2 separate regions of the Aedes albopictus genome follow, and region 2 is linked to region 1. The links are chromatin contacts, called in public Hi-C maps. All regions are on one chromosome and are shown on one strand. The core of a region is the stretch at or near the end of the contact, and the rest is flanking DNA. Distances in the headings are between cores, read along the strand shown.

Region 1 (3,929 bases), core at 1,389-3,888:
GGTGACGATTTGAATCAGGAGGAGGATGTAGACTGTCCAAGCGAAGGCGTCGACGTGGATTTGTGGGACGCCTTTGGTGTTGTTCATGGCCAGGGTGAAGTGACCACAGGCGCAGACCACGCCCAATGGAGGGCCGTACCGTGCTAGGAGGATGTTGAAGGAGTTTCCGGTGAGGTTTCCACAAGCTCTGAGGTAGTAGCGGGCGCAGATGATGTAGCAGACGAGGGCGACGATCGGAACAAGATCAAATTCCGGTCCGGATTTTCGCCGGGCGTCTGGAGTGGGGGCCTTGACGATGTAATCCGTGCAGTTTCCTTGTTCTTCCCGACAACGGAAGTAGTTGCTTGAGAAACGCACCAAGGAGATTCCAAAGAGGGCCAGAGCTAACAGCTTCAGGAATGTGGATTTACGTAACGTAGGCCATCGGAAACGGACCACTTTGAACTGGCTGTTCTTCTGGATGTTGTAAACGACAAGCAGGAAGAATCCAATCAACACGTAGGACAGGATTTTCTGCTCCTGAATGATGAAACTATTAGAGAAAAACACACAGGTCGTGAAGGTGAAGGAAATCCTGGTCACAAAGTTCTTCTTGTGATTGTACTGGCTGATGTTCTCTGTGATGTTGGCCCAGTTCTGGATGATCAGGAAAAACAGTATACCGATGGAGGCGATCGAAGCGAAGAAAATCGTTCCATGCTCGGTCGAGGACATGTTGAAATCCCGATGGAAGAAATAACCAGAAGCTCCAGCCATGAAACTCAAAACGAGAATGTAGTAAATGACCTGCCCGTTGAATATCTGCCCAAGCTGGTGGGCGGTCGAGTTCGCAATCAGGATGAACGTGGCGAAGCAAGTCAGGAACGTCACCAGGAGGCCATGGGAAATCATTTGGGCATCGAATTTGACCCAAATTTCGCGACAGCTTTCCAGAATGTCTCGCAGATACAGGCGGAGGTCTTTGGAAAAGCTCTGGAATGCTGCCTCCGTGTAAACCGTGTTGACCCTTTGGGTCAGCATGAGGAACTTGTTCTCGAAATCGTCCAGCTGATCCACCGTGAATGTTCCTTTGTTGGCCTCGGCGTACTGTTGGAAGTAGTTCTGGATTTGCCGCGCATTTTGCCATAAATGCAGCATTGCCGACTGGTACTTTAGGAATGTATCGATTTTAGAATCCGGAAGCAGTTGGAAGTTGATTTGTCCTAGATTGGAATGTGGAACCGGAACTCCAAGCAGTGAGGAAAGGAGTGGTACTAAATCGATTTGCTGAATTGCAGTTTTGTGTTCGTCATATTGCTGTGGAAGCAAAGGAGTTCCCTTTGAATACATGAAGAACAGCGCATCAACTTCGTCCGTGGATTCTCCTCCGTGGTCACCAGTTTGGGTCATTCCATGATCGCCTATAACGATCAAAGTGGTTTCATCATCCATTTGCTCCGTAACATTCCGAATGACAGCATCCATTTCGCTCAGCTTTCTCGTCATCTCATCGTGCAGCGGCCCATACCGGTGTCCACAGTGATCCACCCCCAGAAAATGTCCCACAATGACATCCCAATCCTTCTTGGCAATTTCCCGCGGAAGGTACGCCTCAATCGCCCGGTCAACCGTGTCCAAGTCGTGGATGTTGAAACTCGGGTAATCATACTTCCGCTTGAACCTTCCGGGGAACAGCTCCGTCCAGGTGCTATCACCGAGGAATATCGCCGTTTTGTTATTCCTCACCCACTGATCGACCACGTTGTCTTCGTTGATTTCCGGCGAAGCAAAATTCGACCCAATGTCGATGAACGTCGGTAAACTTCCGGTCGTCATGCCCTTCAGCCGCTGCAGCGTCGTCGTCGGTGGATCCGCCACAAACTTCAGCTTTCGAGTGTGATCCGGATAGCGGTTCTGCAATTCCATCATAACCGGCAGCTTGTTCTGGTACGGGAGTGGATCCTTCAAATCCGGATCGAACATGCCAAAGTCGTACCGGAGGGCGTCAATCACCAGTAAAATAACTTTACTTTTCTGGGGCAGGCAAATGTTTGCCGACTGGTTCACATCCCGCAGAATCGAAGCAACTTTTTCCGACCCGTTGCAGGTTCCCTACAAATAACAAAGTTACAATAATTATTGATAAATTTTTATTTCAAAACTCTTACCTTATAATCCTTATCATTCTCACACCGGTACTCATCGTACCGGACGCAACTATTGAAATCGGTTTGCGCCACCCGGGTCAGCAGAAATCCCTTCGAGAACAAATGGATGCCGGCAGCCAGCAGTAGCGACAACCACACCAGCACAAACACGAAACTCCACGACTTGGTTACTGCCATTCTCGCCCGCCCACAAATGATCTACTTCCTTCCAAATCTAACTTATCCTAAAGAACACAAGAGAACGCTAGCGCTCCATCAGACTGGAAATGAAACAAGAGATTACACAACTTCCTCCACACAAACAGCTTCTGCGGCAGACGCTCCACTTACTGCTGCAGCAATAAATCCAATCAGCACCACCAGCGCGACAGAGATTAGGACACCAGTCTAAGTGATAATTAAGTGGTTAATTAAGATAAAACGACCGGGAGGATAGCTCAAAAATTTCGGCTGAAAATGCAAACACTCCCTGATGCGAGTGAACGCGCATCACACAGCACTAATGTTTTGATTGGACTGACAGCTGCGGTTTGACAAACAGCTGACGGAGGTGGATTCTGCTTGTGATGCCGGTGTTGGATAGGGTTCTAATTCTAAATGGAAATGAATTTATTTAAATTTTATTTTATTTAACCTTTCAGGACGCGCGCCATCAAGCAACCAAAACTGCACCGCGTTCGCGCTGTGTACAGCGTTGCCAACCTTCCAGATTTATCTGGATTTATCCAGATTTTTGAGGTCTCATTTAACAAAAGTCTGGAAGATCCAGACATTTGTTTTCCGGATTTGTAAGGTTTTGCTCGGAATTTGTAAGGTTTTTGCCCGGAATTTGTAAGGTTTTCACGCAAATCCAGACTTTTCCAGACAAATCTTCCTAAATCATCCAGATTTTTCAAAAATTGACCTGGCATCCCTGGCTGTGTACGACGAGCGAGGTTTGTTGGTACACTCAAATTAATTTACTGATAGAATCTAAGTGCAGAAAGCACATAGACTACGAACGAGAGAGAAAAAAATCATTCTATGTGCAACTAATGAAAATTAAAAGTTACAATATTATATTTCATTCCTCCCATAATATATTTCGAGTGTAGCAACATAAAAAGCAACCCTGCCCTTATAAATTTCAAACACAAGCATAACAAACATGAAACGAACATGGCGCGTTCGGAGGATTTCTTTTTCATTTGTGGTGTTTCGTGGATCGAGTCACTTGCTGGTTTTGAAGGTAAGAAGTTAACTATCTGCTTCACAAACTTTTTCAAACTACTTACATTTCTTTTGTATTTTCTATAGAAATGTGCTTCATTGTCGATCGCTTCTCCATCGTCAACAATGCCAGGTCAGGAAGCACGGACTCGTGAACGATTCGGCCCGAATCATTCGGGAGCTGCCGGATGCAGATGCGAAGCTAAAGTACCTAATGTTAAGTCAGATGTTATTCCTGGTGGTATTTAATAAAATCAGCTCGGTCATACACTATGCAGAATTTGGATTTATTTACATTTTAAGCTAATCCCACGTGTAAATCATGTTATTATTCGTCATAATAAAAACTATGCACTAAACGGTTGAAAACCTGTAGCGATGCACATAAATTCTATCATGATTGAATCGACAAAGATTCGATAGCGCTGCACATATTTTCCAAGTGCAAAAGCAACTGGTCACAATCTAAGAGCAAAACTTTTAAATTTAATATGTTATTTATTCTGAGTGTAGTGTTGTACTTTTACAACAGCGCGCGCGCTGGAGGGTTATGCCTTGGACAGACTGGTGGTA
Region 2 (3,726 bases), core at 300-2,799, 580 kb before region 1:
AAAGTTGGACAGGAAGATGGGTAGAAGCGCCAGCTGGGTGGCACGGTCGAAGTGGATAGAGAACTTGCTCGGCAGAACTTCCTCCTCGGCTGGAGATTCTGGGGTATTGTTGACCGGAGTGGATTCCTTTCCGGCCATCTTCTTGATGCCCTTCTCGAAAGATGCCAGGAACTGTTCCTGCTCTTTGGTTAGTTTTTCTTCTGGTTTTTTGGGGGCGGGTTTTGGCTTCTCCTTCTTCTTCTTTTTCTCCAAGGCCATTTCACGGTTTTTGGCGGCAATCTGCGGAGCGAACATGGTTTCCAAATGCCGCAGGCGGCAGTAGTTCTGGAAGTACTTATAGCAAGGTGAGGCAAAAGCAATCAGCAACAGTACATGCAGACCCAGCAGGCCCAGGTGAAACGTCTTGTTCTCAAAGATCTCCCGCTCCAGGAAACGGTAATTGACGGTCCATTTATGTTCAAAGATCCGGCCGAGATCGAAACTACCTTTCAGGTACTGCCACGGGTGTGTCATCAAGAATGGAGCTCCAAGAAGCAACTGTATCATACCACAAACAGCCAATTGCCCAATTGTCTTCACAATGCCCAGATTAGTTAGGAAGAGCAGGAAGATTGCCGGGGCGAACAGCAGAACGTTCATCTTCACGGAGACGCCCAAACTGAGGAAAATACTGCCCAATGTCCACCGGTTGTCGATGTAGAGATTTATCGCAACGTATAGGAATAGAATCGCTATTGGGTCGTTAAACAGCCTCAGGACGTAAATCGAATGGATCCGGTAGGACGTAAAAGTGGTAATGACCAGCACGTAGGGAGGTAGCTTCCGGGTCTTGCTGTAAAGCCGCAGAACCAACCACATCTGTACCATGTAGATGCCTACGAAGATGTACTGTGCCAGTCGGATGTTATGACCGTGGGACGTGATGAAGTACAGAGCACTGTAGATGTAGACGAAACCTGCGGGGTAGACCAGCGGCCCGGTATCACCTGCAAGGGGTTTAAGAAGTCCAAGGTTGATTATCTCTATGAAAAATCTCACAAGTTTATTGGCCAACTCACCACGCAGCTTCGCATAATTAGTCGTCCCATTCAAAAATCCTTCGCACTCCTGCATGTAGGCCTTCCAGTCGATCTCCGTGTACGGCACATTTTGCACCACAAAAACATTCAGCACCAGCTCGGCAGCCAGTATGAGCCACGACACCAGCGGAAGCCGGGCAGGGTCGAAAATGAGCGACTTCACGAATGCCACATTCAGATACTGCTTCTGCAGGTGCGTCCACAACGTTACCTTGGTTGGTTTTGCTCCGTGGCCAGCCGTGCTGCCTCGTTTACCGGCGCCCGAATGGGATTTGTTTTTCCCGGTACCCGGTGGTGCCATGTTGGACTTATTTTTCTGTCACTACTCTCGCCCCGACGTGTTGTTCTATTTTGATCACTGCGTGCTGATGCGATCGGGAGCTATCGGGAGCAGCTGCCGGTGACGGGCCAAAAGACGAGGGACACGGGTACCAACGCAGCCGCAGGTGCGACGAGACGACGCTCGTCGGTTGGAGAGAGGTTATCGCTATTTTTGTTTTATGCTCTCTTTCGTAATTTTTCGTGGGCGGAGGCCTGGGTGCCAGCGTGTTCGATGGGGAACTTACGCGTCGCTGCACCGCACAGCGGGCAAAAGTTGTGAATTTTGACCAGAGGATGATTTACAGTCGATTAATTGGGTTTTTTAGGGGTATCCGGGTTATATGCCCAAAAATTAGTCGAAATCCAAAATTTCATAACTTTTGGAGTCCGGGAACTAACACAGTAAAAAATAAATGCAACCCGCCCGATATAACTCATTCCGATGTAATCACGTAATGTTATGTAATCACGATTCCTATGTACGTACGATTACATCGTTTTGATGTAAAATCTTTTGTTCTTATGTGTACATCGTCCTATGTAATATTCATGCAACCGACGGATTGATCGGGCTACAGCAGTCCAGATGTAATATTACACAACATTTTTTTCTGTGTATATTTTAAATGCATTTAAAGTTTGTACAGCGGCCGTTCGCTCGTTGCAAACCCGCTCGTTGCAACGCTTTTTAGTTACAAGTTCGCTAATAGGCTCCTAAAGGCCTATCTCAATTTCTGCATAATTCGATCAAGCATTGATTAAAACGACATGTTTACTCATTTTTTAAGTATTCCTAAGCCCATAAAATATATTTTCAAAAATTTTAATAATTTTTGCAACACTCCTTGTTTAGCACTAAATTTTGGGTAAATTTTGTTTACCGTGTATGTCAAACAGGAACATTTAGGCGAGGGGGTCGACACAAATCTATTTGGGTCAATTACCATGCGATAAAACGTAATTTTCTTTGGGTTGCATATTTTTTGACGATTAAAAATATTTCATTGGAATAAAATCAATTTTATCGGATTTTCTCCATTTTCCATGGTTTTAGACATTTTAGCGCATTTTAACTCGTTTTAAGCTAACTATTCTCATCAAAATGGTTAAAATCTTATATAACTCAAAAAATCGAAAAAATTAAAAAAAATCGGCTGAAAATCGCCCAATATCGCTCAAAGTGCTGCGACGTCGCGACGCCGCATATGACAGCTCTTTTGCTGGCTTTAAACAAATCAGCTGCGTCGGTCATTGACAGTTTAAACCGAGTTACAGCAAGTGCGCACATCGTGAGTTTTTTTTGGTTTGTACTTCTTTATTCAAGGAAATTAGAAGAATTAGAGAAAATTTTGTCAAGTTCAAGTTCGGCCACCCAGAACTTGGTGTTCCAGGTTACTCGCAACGGGGTTGCACTGGTGGTCTCGTGGATTGTAGGCCAAACATAACCACCAGAATTCTTAGCGATGTCGAAATTTCTTCAATGGCTGCCTCTTCACTCGTCCAAGAGCCCATTGTGGTTGACGTCCGATGACTTCGATAAACTGCTCGTCCTGGCGATGATTGTGGACAACGGGCTTCGGTTGATCGTGATGTAGGAGATCCAGAACTGTCTTGATGTTCCGACCAAGCATCTGCTGCGAAGGTGTCCTACAGTTTAGGAGTAGTCCTGTATACTTGAAGGAAAGTCTGGAGCGTTTCGGAAATGTTCTTCCTTGGTTCTTCCCCTCGTTGATTTTGCGTAACGACCTCTTCAAGGTGTCAACAAACCTTGCCATTTGGCCATTGAACGTACCCGGAGGTACCCTGGAAGGAATTCCTGAAAGAATCTCGGATCGAATTCCTGAAGAATTCGCAAAACTCCTGGCGGCATCCCAGAAGCAATCTCTGGGGTAATCACGAAAGGAGTTTCCGCATAAATCCTGGGAAGAACTCCTAGAGGAATTCAAGATGAAACATTTTCAGAAATCTTATAAGAGACTCCTGAAAGAATCTCAGAAGGAACTTCGGATGGTATCCTGAATAAACCTCTCAAAGAATCTTATAAGGGGAACTGTGAGAAGTCCACTATAAATCCCACCATAAGCGCAACCAGATACATGCCAGAATTCCCACGGAATTCAACCAAAATTTGTTCCACAATTCCATTAGAAATCTTTTTTATTCATTCGCTGTAGCTTCTATTCAAGTATATTAAATAATTTGGTTTTCATCTAATCGCACTCTTAATAACGGTGGATTAGAAATTCAAACTTCCTCCTTTTTACAGCGGCATGTGATGGAAAGCTTGATTTGGCTCGGTACCGAGGTACGCTGTTATGTTCATCTA

The links. Hi-C and Micro-C count contacts between places; a contact is called where the count stands out from the background.
Region 2: a Hi-C map of embryo shows a contact between it and region 1, with 7 times the contacts expected there. The contact joins the promoter of LOC109415735 here to the promoter of LOC109415739 in region 1. A contact is called at or near these places in 2 of 3 Hi-C or Micro-C datasets (embryo and whole body).

What each region holds. Positions count from the first base shown.
Region 1 is chr2:435,031,534-435,035,462 of AalbF5, reverse strand. LOC109415739 (GPI ethanolamine phosphate transferase 3) reads right to left here and starts at 2,638. Exons shown (of 4, transcript XM_019689669.3): 1 at 2,478-2,638; 2 at 2,148-2,407; 3 at 1-2,091. The coding sequence starts at 2,324.
Region 2 is chr2:435,608,227-435,611,952 of AalbF5, reverse strand. LOC109415735 (lethal(2)neighbour of tid protein 2) reads right to left here and starts at 1,549. Exons shown (of 2, transcript XM_019689662.3): 1 at 1,059-1,549; 2 at 1-986. The coding sequence starts at 1,380.